Linked DNA regions of Oryzias latipes: region 2 is linked to region 1. A link is a contact called in public Hi-C data. All regions are on one chromosome and are shown on one strand. Each heading gives the region's core, a stretch centred on a gene start, on an enhancer-like site or on the middle of the called end of the contact. The rest is flanking DNA. Distances are from core to core; before and after follow the strand shown. Region 1 holds the start of cdkn1b (cyclin-dependent kinase inhibitor 1B). Region 2 overlaps LOC101166715 (potassium voltage-gated channel subfamily KQT member 1-like).

Region 1 (4,904 bases), core at 1,761-4,260:
AGGTGGCTCAGGCATCTAGTCCGGACGCCTCCCTGGGGAGAAACTCTTACTCCAGAAAACAGGCAGCACCATTGTTTGCATCTGTGTGTGTTCTCCATTGCAGGTGTACCAATGCACTGTATCATAGCAGCGTGCGGGCCTTGGAGGAAATGAGCGATGAGGAGCTCCAGGAGCTCTTCAGGGAGGCTCCCTTCCATGAGCTGCTGTTGGAGCCGGGCATCTCCGTCATCGATGCCTGCCGTCTGGTCAGCGCCATCCCTGAAGGTCCCAGAGGGTGAGCTCTACCACTGCCTGGTCGTAAATGTACTGCAGTATTTCAGTTTGCAGCCACTTTACTGATTCCAGGACGAGTTAAGTCATGTGAAAACAGTCTTCGTCTGGGACCATATTTTTAAAAAAAAGCGGAGTGGATTTTAGACGCACATGTGGCACAAGTTTGACTTTTTTTTCTTAAACTGTGGGATGTACGTTTCAATACAACCTCCATGCAGCTGTGCATAAAGATTTTCCTGAGAAGAGTAGGTGCAAACAGACGTCCCCAAAAAAGAGAAGCCAACATAGTGGAGTGGAAAATCGAAGCGCTTCTCACAGAGGAGAGGAACTAGGAAAGATGTTTGCAGGGAGGCCTTAGTTCAGGCTTTAAAAAACAACTGATGTGTAGCCCGTTGCAGCGGAATATCACATCAACTAGTTTCACAAAGCAGTGAGATGTGAAAGTTGATGCAAAAAGAGGATCTTTGACGACAACCTTTCACAAACGAGAGAATTTGCTGACATTGAAGATGCCATCAATAAACTACGGTGGCCCTGAAGTGTAAATCCCACCAACAAATCACTCAACGGAAAAAGATACTAAAGATCACGATGACAATTAAAAAAGCACAACAAATACTAAAAAAGGATTACATTTTAGAAATCAAAACAAATTCTACAAACTAAAACGTAAAAATAAAAAGGAAATGTTAAAAAAATGAAACAAAATATGGAACCTGAAAAGGTAGGTACTATGGGACATCACCGATTGGACGATGATGTTTGAGTTTTAAAGATGAAAAGCATAAGGATGTTTGGCTCAAAACTGCGGTGGAGTTGATTGAGCAACCACTGAACTTTGACTGTGATCAGAAACTCGAAGACAAATCATCTAATGTAGTTTTTGCATTGACTGATTTGTTGATTGGATTTGCTCATCAGGGTCACTGTAATAAACACACGTAACATAAAAAAATAGCTTTAAAATTCAGCAGTGTCCCTCTTTTATTGGCTTTATAGCTCTTGAGTCAATTGCCTGTAATGTGTTGTAGCCCAACTACTGGATTCCCACTCGATCAAAGCATTAAATCTGTTACCAAATGGGGACAAAAACAATCACATTGGTTTGGTGCACATATGTATATTCATGTTTATGCTAAACTTGTTCTGTGGACTTTTCCATTTGCTTTACCATGAAAGTCTCAAAAAGTTGCTTTTTATTATTATTTTTTTCTTTACATACAAACACCAGCGTTTGTGCAAAGATTTGTGTTCACACATTTCCACCAAACCTTTTTTTCCCCTAGATGTTGTCGGAGGAATCAAATCCACTAAATGTTGAAATACACAAAGATTTCTATCCTGCTGCTTTGGGTTTGGTTGAAAACACTTGAAATGAATGGGATTTGGATCCTGACTGAGCCGTCGTGTTCGCTTGCAGGTACCAGATGGTTTCAGACGGAGCCGTGTGGATCAACCACACACGGGCGGACAAACCGGAGCAGGTTCTCGTCCCCAAACTCCACGTCCTGTCCAACGGACTCACTCTGCTCAGAGTGGGCAAGAGGAACTACTACATCATCAAGTGGCTCGGTCTTTGAGGCTGCACCGCCCACCGCAGTGCCTGTACGCCGTAAAGGACTTACAGGCAAGGTAGGCGACTAAAGCAGACTGTAGCGGACTCATAATGGTGACTCTGTAAGTCCATGTGGCCTTTGTTAAAAATGTAATCGTACAGACAACTTTAGTATTTAAAGGTATTAAAAGATTTGTGCTTCCAGAGTTGTGTGTTAGATGAAGCTCTAGGGGGCGCTGTTGGCTTGACAGTGGTTGAGTGAACACTGCTGCACCTCCTATCCTGCTCTGACCCTTTGAGTAAATAATTGCTCACAGCTAAATTAGATTGCATCATTTCTGTCAAAAGGCTTTTGGTTCTATTTAAAGACGACTGCGCCACTTTCAATTTAAGCATCAAGCTGCCCTCTATTCTCATTTAGGGGTGTTTATTTTTTTTTGCATGTGAATAAAAAGTAAAAACTAAGAAGCTTTATGATAAATCTGGAAAAAAACAGTTGACTTTAGGATAGCAGAAATTTATTTTCATCTTTATATGTTATTACTTCATATATAAATATTTTCAGTCAATAATTCCGATATATGTACAGATTTTGTTACGGTAAGAAAATTTTTTAGAATTAAAATGTTTATTAGGCTTTTACTAAATCAGCTCAGTTTGGGGTCCTCTTACTGGACTTTATCTCCATTTAGGACCACAGGTTCATTTATTAGTGTCCATTGAAAGAATATGATGCAACAATTTCAGTTTTGTTTTGGATTTTACTCCATTTTAATTGTATTTATTAATTTTACTGTACATCCAAAATGTTTAAAATAAATACTGAATATGTGTGTTTTAGAACATATTGGCACTATTTGTATGGTTGCAATCCAATTTTTTTCTTCAAATTTAGATGTCTTAAAATGTTTAATCCATTTTACTTTTTGAAACTTGTACATTAAGTTACATCAAATGTGTGAACTTATTTACTTTGTAAAAAAAATAAAAAAGGTAAGTAATATGTTTAGAACAGCATGCCTTATGCAATTATTCGGTCTACCTTAAATAAAGTGGGCGGGTCTAAAGAGCTCCATCCAATGAGTGCGCTTCTTGGGTTTTAAATGGCTCCGTATGTCAATCATGTGTAACCCTCCTCCCCCTCCCTCCAAAGTCAACCTCCCCTCTCAATCCCCACTACATGTCTCAATCGCCATATTGGGTACCGAGAGGTTCGCCTCCGCTTCCCGCTGTACGGAGCGACGTTGACAGCGAGCTTTGGTTCGTTCTCCCGTCGTTTGGATGATTGGCGTAAGCCGTCTTCGGCTCAGGAAATCGCAGCCGTGTTTGCCTCCAGCTCGACGTGCGCATGGTCGTTTCACGCCTGTTTTGGATCTTTCCCCGTGACTAGGAGGACATACCTTTTTTTTCTTTTCTTTTTTCTTCTTGAGGTGTGTTTTTCGCCTGAAAACTGGACGCTCCCGGCTGCTTGAAATTTTTACCTTTTTTCCGGGGGGCTTAACCATGTCTAACGTTCGACTTTCGAGCGGGAGCCCGACTTTGGAGAGGACGGAGCCCCGGGTGTCGGAACACCCGAAGCCGTCAGCCTGCAGGAGCCTCTTCGGCTCGGTGGACCACGAAGAGTTAAAGAGGGATTTAAATGTACATTTGCGGGAGTTTGAAGAGGCTGCCTCCGCCAAGTGGGGCTTCGACTTCGCGACTGACACACCGCTGCCCAACAGCAGGCTGGAGTGGGAGCTGGTGAACGCCAGAGACCTGCCGAGTTTCTACACCCGCCTGCCGCGGCGAGAACGAGGCGTTTGCCCCGGGAATAACAATGTGGATCTAAACGGGAATCATGACTGTGTCGGGACAGTTCCCAGCCGCTCTGACGCTCAGATGGAGTGCACGGAGCAGTGCGGCGGGCTGAGGAAGAGACCTGCGTGTCACGGTATGACATTAGCATCAAACGACCCGTTGCTGTGTAACAGATCGCCGGGCGGCAGCTTTGTGCTCGCGGTACTGGTATGCGGGATGAGGGGGTCGTAAAGCGGGGGAAACTGCCGTAAAATCCCAGAGAACATTGAGCACCCCGACCATTTTTTTCTCTCTGTAATATATAGTTTATTTTACTCATTTATTTATTTTTGCAGACCCTTCGGCCCCAAGTAAGAAGTCTCACACCAGCCCGGAGGAGGTTAGCTGTCCGAGCCTGAGCCAGTCTGCAGAACACACACCCAGAAAGACCAGCCCCAAGAGACCAACGTGAGCACGGCGACACGGTGAGCGAACCACTTCAATTTAAAAAAAACTGTTAACCTCGAATTTAAAAAAAAAAAAAGATATTAAATTTTACATCATTTTTTTTTTTATTTGTATTGACGCATTCTAGCGCAAAAAAGTGAAGTCTGTTTATTAAACCAAGAGGATTTATATGACACGCCAATAAAGAATTTTTAAAAAAAAAAGTTTTTTCCTCCTTGCGGCCGATGTTCGTCTGCTGAACTGTAAACAACAAGCTGAACAACAGTGTAGTAGTAACACGTCAGCAGCCAGTGGCCTCCGCGCGGACGGGAAGGGGCAGGTCTCTGAGCGCGCGCGCGCAGAAACACACGCAGACATGTACACTCCCTGCTGCAGAGGAGAGTACGAGAGTTCTGCAGGTCTACTATGACCCACAAGAGAGAAGGAGCACAGAAACCTGCTCTAAGCTGTCAGGTGTGAACCTTTAAAGGTTGTGGCAAAAAAAGTCAAGGTTAAATTAGCGGAACTTTGACTTCGATTTATCTTTAAGTAAAAAAAAATCCCATGTTCATTTTCGTCTCTTCTTAGTAAAAATAAAAGTTAACAGAACTGAAAAAATTGCACGTTTTTGTAAATGGTATGCAGCCGAGCTTTATTTGAGTTGATAGTTTTGTTTTGTTTTTGGAAATGACTAGTTTCTTCTTTTTTTTCAGTCATACCTCAGAACACTGTCAATACTTTAGCAGTAGTAGTTGCATCTCCTAAAAGAAAAAAAAGTACTAACCTTTCAACCTCTTTGTTTTTGTCTTTTGTTCTGATCTCCAACAGAGCTCAAGATGTGCCCCTCCCAGTT
Region 2 (4,904 bases), core at 1,741-4,240, 190 kb after region 1:
ATAAGTCTACAAAAACACATGAACTGACATAAGGAAAGTTAAATACTTTAAAACACTAACAACAAAAGTATCAGAAACAGTTTTCGATGACTTTCTGTGTCATATATGTAATGCCGATACCACAAAAGATAAAGCCATATAAGTATTGCAGTCGGAAATTCTGCTAATTACAAATTAACCCTCAAAACAAAGGCAAAAAATAGTTTTGTAGGCAAATACACATCTTGCCAAGCTATGATACAATATTGACCGCAGCTATCCTGAGAAAATGAAAAGAAAAAAATGCATTTCAAGAAAATTATTAAAGACGTCAATCTAGGGTTGGGTGAATAATCGATTTAATAGAATCATTTGATTTGTTTTCTTTTAGACGATTTATTTTTGGGAAAATCGACATTTTAGTTTCCCAGCTCTCTGCTCTCTCCGTTTTTTGGAGTAAAGTCAGTCCGCCGGTCTCTTGCAAAGCGCAGATGTAAAAATAAGAAGTGCCCCCCCCCAGCCGCCGTAAGTTCTGCTAGTTGCTTCCGTGTAGCTTTAGTTTCAGCTGCTGAAGCAGCGGAACATGTGATGATTTTGAACAAGATCCAGAAGGAACTGGAATATAAATCTGTTGGACTGAGATGGCGCTGTCGATGCTATGATGCCATCATGCCATCATATGTCAGTACTGAACTTTTTCCTTGGCCACACAGACTGAGAGGAAGGGTTAAGGTTAGGATTGCTGGTTACGGTTAAACCACCAAATGGTTTCTGTTTGCAGCTCACCGCTGCTCCAGGGGATGGATCAAATGCGGGGAACATATTTCACACACCTAGATGTGTGACAGATACTGCGACTCTAAACTTTAATTTTAATTTTAAATATGTGTGGCCAACAACAAAATGCAATTGGAATGAAACAAATCAGAGATTTTATTTTTTGGCCACATCACCCAGCTCTATGTCAATCCAACCTCAAATTCAGCAGTGAAAATTCCAAAGAATCCCAGTCTATTCCATTCAGTAACACTGACAGCTGGGAAAACTTTAAAAGTCAAAGACACATATGATTTTGGAGGAGAGGTTTGAAGAGATTATTCATAATATTTCCATAAAAGAGGTCATCCAGATGTTAGGGAGGCTGCTGATTCATTCACTGCAAGCAGCTGCCTTACTGGGAAGCTATAATCCCATCAAGCAAGACAAAGACAAGATGAAACACATTTATGTGGTGTCAGAAGGAAACTGCAACTGGACTAGATTGATCTTGTTGTAGGTGAGGTGATTTTTTTTACAAGTATTCACACCAACAGCTTTATGTTTTATATAAAAGTTCTGCAGTTTGTACATAATTTTCCTAATAAATTGATTTGATGATATTTTTCTTAAAGATATTTACTCTCAAAAACTAACAACTTAATTTCCTTTTTTACCTTGACGAAAATACCATTGGTGTTAAGTGTAGGCTGTGCAAAGAGGCGCCTGAAACAATCCAGCACATAACTGCAGGGTGTAAGATGCTGGCAGGGAAAGCATACATGGAGCGCCACAATCAAGTGGCTGGAATAATATACAGGAACATGTGTGCAGAATAGGAACTGGAAACCCCAAGGTCAAAATGGGAAACACCTCCGAAGGTGGTAGAGAATGAGAGGGCAAAGATGGTGTGGGACGTCCAGATCCAGACTGATAGGATGGTAATGGAGAACCAACCAGACATTGTAGTGGAGAAATACCAGGGACTCAGAGAAGAACTGGAGAAAGCCTGGAAAGTGAAGGTGACAGTGGTGCCTGTGGTAATTGGAGCACTCGGGGCAGTAACCCCCAAGCTGGAGGAGTGGCTACAACAGATACCTGGAAAGACCTCAGACCTCTCAGTCCAGAAAAGCGCAGTGCTAGGAACAGCTAAGATACTGCAGGACCCTCAAGCTCCCAGGCCTCTGGTAGAGAACCCGAGCTTGGAGGAGAAACCACCCGCGGAGGGTGAGAGGGCCTGAAGAAACTGTTGTTGGTGTTCATTTTGTGTGGTATATACCACTTCAAGGTAAAAAAGAAGAGGAAACTAAACAGTTTTTGAGAGTTACTGTCATCATATTTATTCTTCCATGTATTTGAAAATAAGAAAAATAAGACTTTCTATTTAGGTAATTGCTCCAACAACACTCACATTGTTCCTTCCTTCAGAATCCTTTAAATACACTTTATAAAATGTTATGTACAAATGGACAATATTACTTGTGTTTAGAGTCTGCAAAGAATAACTAAATAGTGACATCTTCCTGCTGGGGTGTGTTAGAGCATCTGATGTAAATAAAAAAGAATGAATCTGGAATATTAGGCCCTATTTGGGTTAAGACCCAATCTGATGAAAATTATGTTGTTTTTTGTTTGTTCTTGTAGTATTTTTGTGACGATGGAAGACACAAGGAAAATTAAACTGAAGATTGCATTTCATCTTTGTTTTCCTTGTGTGAGCTGGCTAAAAACTCTACGGCTCGACAGCTCCAATATTACCGCCACTTTTGTTGAACAGATGTTAGGTTGTGGTTGTGAGAGGCTGTAAGCTAGAAGGAGAGATTGTAAACCAATGGGAAGTGGGGGCAGGCTTACTCTCCGCCAACAGTTCCTGTCATGGTTTGGGTCTCTTTGTATTGGTTTTTCCTTTCTACCTTGTTCTGTCATGTTTGAGTTCTGTTTCCTGTTTTATTTTGAAAGGTTTCCTGTTTGGTCATGCTTTTAAGTTTTACTTCCTTAGTCCCAATCTCTCCTGATCTTGTTCTCCTGTGTCTTGTCAGTGCTGTTTGTATTTAAGTCTTCCTCTTGGGGCTGGTCCATTAACGTCTCTTCCATGGCCGTCTTCCCACAGTAAGCCCACAGTTAGTTTTGGTTCTGTTACCCTGCTCTGCACCGCCTTTGGTTAAGAATAAAGCCCTTGCCCTGGAACTGTGTGCCTTCCGTCTCTGCATTTTGGGTCCTTCACGCTCACCAGCCCCTCCCCACCTGACAGTTCCCCCCCACAATTCAAAGGCGAATTTCTAATGAACTCCTGCCACTCTGCAGGTTTTTTGCTATAAACGGTATAATCATAAAAAAATCAAAGAACGGATGATGGGAGTGGGACTTAAAGCAAAAAAACAAAACAAGAAGAAAGTGTAGTGTATTTGTTGACTGACTTACTTAAAAAGAATTATGAAATACAGAGTCACACATCATTAATCATATCACAAATGGGTATATTCAAAAGAGGTGCACACGGAAGTAGCAAGGCATTCGCAAAATGTTGGCGTGCACATTTTTAGGAGTGTGTTTGCTTGCATGCCGCCGTGCCTCCTGTCCAGCACAGCTTGCTTTGCTTTGGCAGCTGCCCTGAAGGCCAAATATCCTCAAGGACTCATGTCCGTTCGGCCTATCAGAACAAGCAGCTCGCGGTTCACTAATGTTCTCTGACCTTGCACTTTCTTTCTAAGTATAGTTACGAGTAGGAGTGATGCCACCATCCGGACGGCGCTGTGCACAGAGCTCCACCTCCTCAAACAAACCGGCACTCGTGTGTTTGCGTTGCAGCAATAAAAATGAAAAATACGATGATACGTTTCTATGTTTGTATTTGTTTTTTTCTTTACTTACTAAGCCATGCACGAAGGGGGAATCAGCAGATGAGGGTAACATTGCTGAGCTCCAACTGAAACTAATCAGATAACTGTAATAGGAGGTCTTCAAAGATCACTGGCCAGCAGTTTACAGAACACTGTGTCCACTCTGTCCTCTGGCTGTCACAGCGCTCAGCAGGCGGTACATGTGGGTGTGTTTGTGACCGCGTCTGTGCGGCCACAGCGCACATGCATATGTACACTGTGTGCAAGAATGCTGGAGTGTGTGTTTATATTCCCGGTGTTGGCAAGAGACAGATGATGCAATACCTTTATTGTGTTGCCAACTGGCAGCCATAATTTTCTATCTGTTGCAAGCCTTCGATTTATTGCATCACTTAGGAGCTCCAACAGCTTTTTTAAGGCAGAAAAAGTCTATCAAACAGCAAGTATCGGCAAAAAGTCTCAGTGTGGCGCCAAATACGTCCCATTGAGGTGTATAAATAGGAAAGGTCAGGAGAACTGGCACAGCTAGATGTGTGCATGTGCTGAGGTGCTAGTAGTTAGTAGTAGTTTTTTTTTGCTTTTTTTTTTTTTTTAAAGTTGTGCACTTTGGACTAAGCTTTAAAATGGCTTATATCTCCATCATGTGGACAGAAGAGACCATTGCAGTGAACATCTACATATTTCTCCTAATCAGAGCCACTTAACCTTTATGCCATCTTAACATTCTGTTTACTCCTCTTTGTGTTAAGGCCAAAAAATTACCCACTGTACCACAGCCCCAAAATAAAGCAGCTTCACTGAACTTCAACTCAAATATGTGATGTGCAAAAAATCTGTCTCAATTTCATTTTTTTGTAACATACTTTTTGTTGCACAATATAAAAAGACAATCACCAGTGAACACTATCACACTTTTTTAAACACGCCGACTGTCGGTTCTTTTTTACACAGTAAAGGTTTATATTTGGCATTATGTGAATGTGATATAAATTATTACATTTAATATAAATTATATTAATTCATTATACTGAAATGAAAAAACTGCCAACAAGCTCAAATTATTAGTCAACAGTTTATTCTATTATATTTCTTTAGGAAGTGTGTGCGTGTAGGTATGTGCAGGTGTGTAGGTGTTTGAAGGAATGTGTGTAGTTGTGAGTGTGTAATAGAGAAAGTTTGTGTGTGGCCTTTTGAAACTTTTTTCTTGTGATTTTATTTGTTTTCTGATCTACAGGTTAAAAATGACCCATGAGACAATCCTAGTATCCTCGAGGTGTACAGCCCACACGCAAACACAAACAAACACAAAGTAGCAGGAAATAAACATTC

The links. Hi-C and Micro-C count contacts between places; a contact is called where the count stands out from the background.
Region 2: a Hi-C map of fibroblasts shows a contact between it and region 1, with 4 times the contacts expected there. The contact joins the enhancer-like site here to the promoter of cdkn1b in region 1. A contact is called at or near these places in 2 of 5 Hi-C or Micro-C datasets (embryo and fibroblasts).

What each region holds. Positions count from the first base shown.
Region 1 is chr6:11,434,607-11,439,510 of ASM223467v1, forward strand. cdkn1b (cyclin-dependent kinase inhibitor 1B) reads left to right here and starts at 3,011. Exons shown (of 3, transcript XM_011476548.3): 1 at 3,011-3,758; 2 at 3,961-4,089; 3 at 4,880-4,904. The coding sequence starts at 3,332. The coding sequence ends at 4,076. yars2 (tyrosine--tRNA ligase, mitochondrial) reads left to right here. Exons shown (of 5, transcript XM_004069887.3): 4 at 104-274; 5 at 1,694-2,681. The coding sequence ends at 1,853.
Region 2 is chr6:11,620,456-11,625,359 of ASM223467v1, forward strand. The region is part of intron 3 of LOC101166715 (potassium voltage-gated channel subfamily KQT member 1-like); the gene reads right to left. Among protein-coding and RNA genes, the nearest start is that of LOC101166715, 31 kb to the right of the region's middle. Within about 2 kb of position 2,991, at least 5 of the 8 cell types and tissues checked have an H3K27ac peak or open chromatin away from gene starts, as enhancers often do.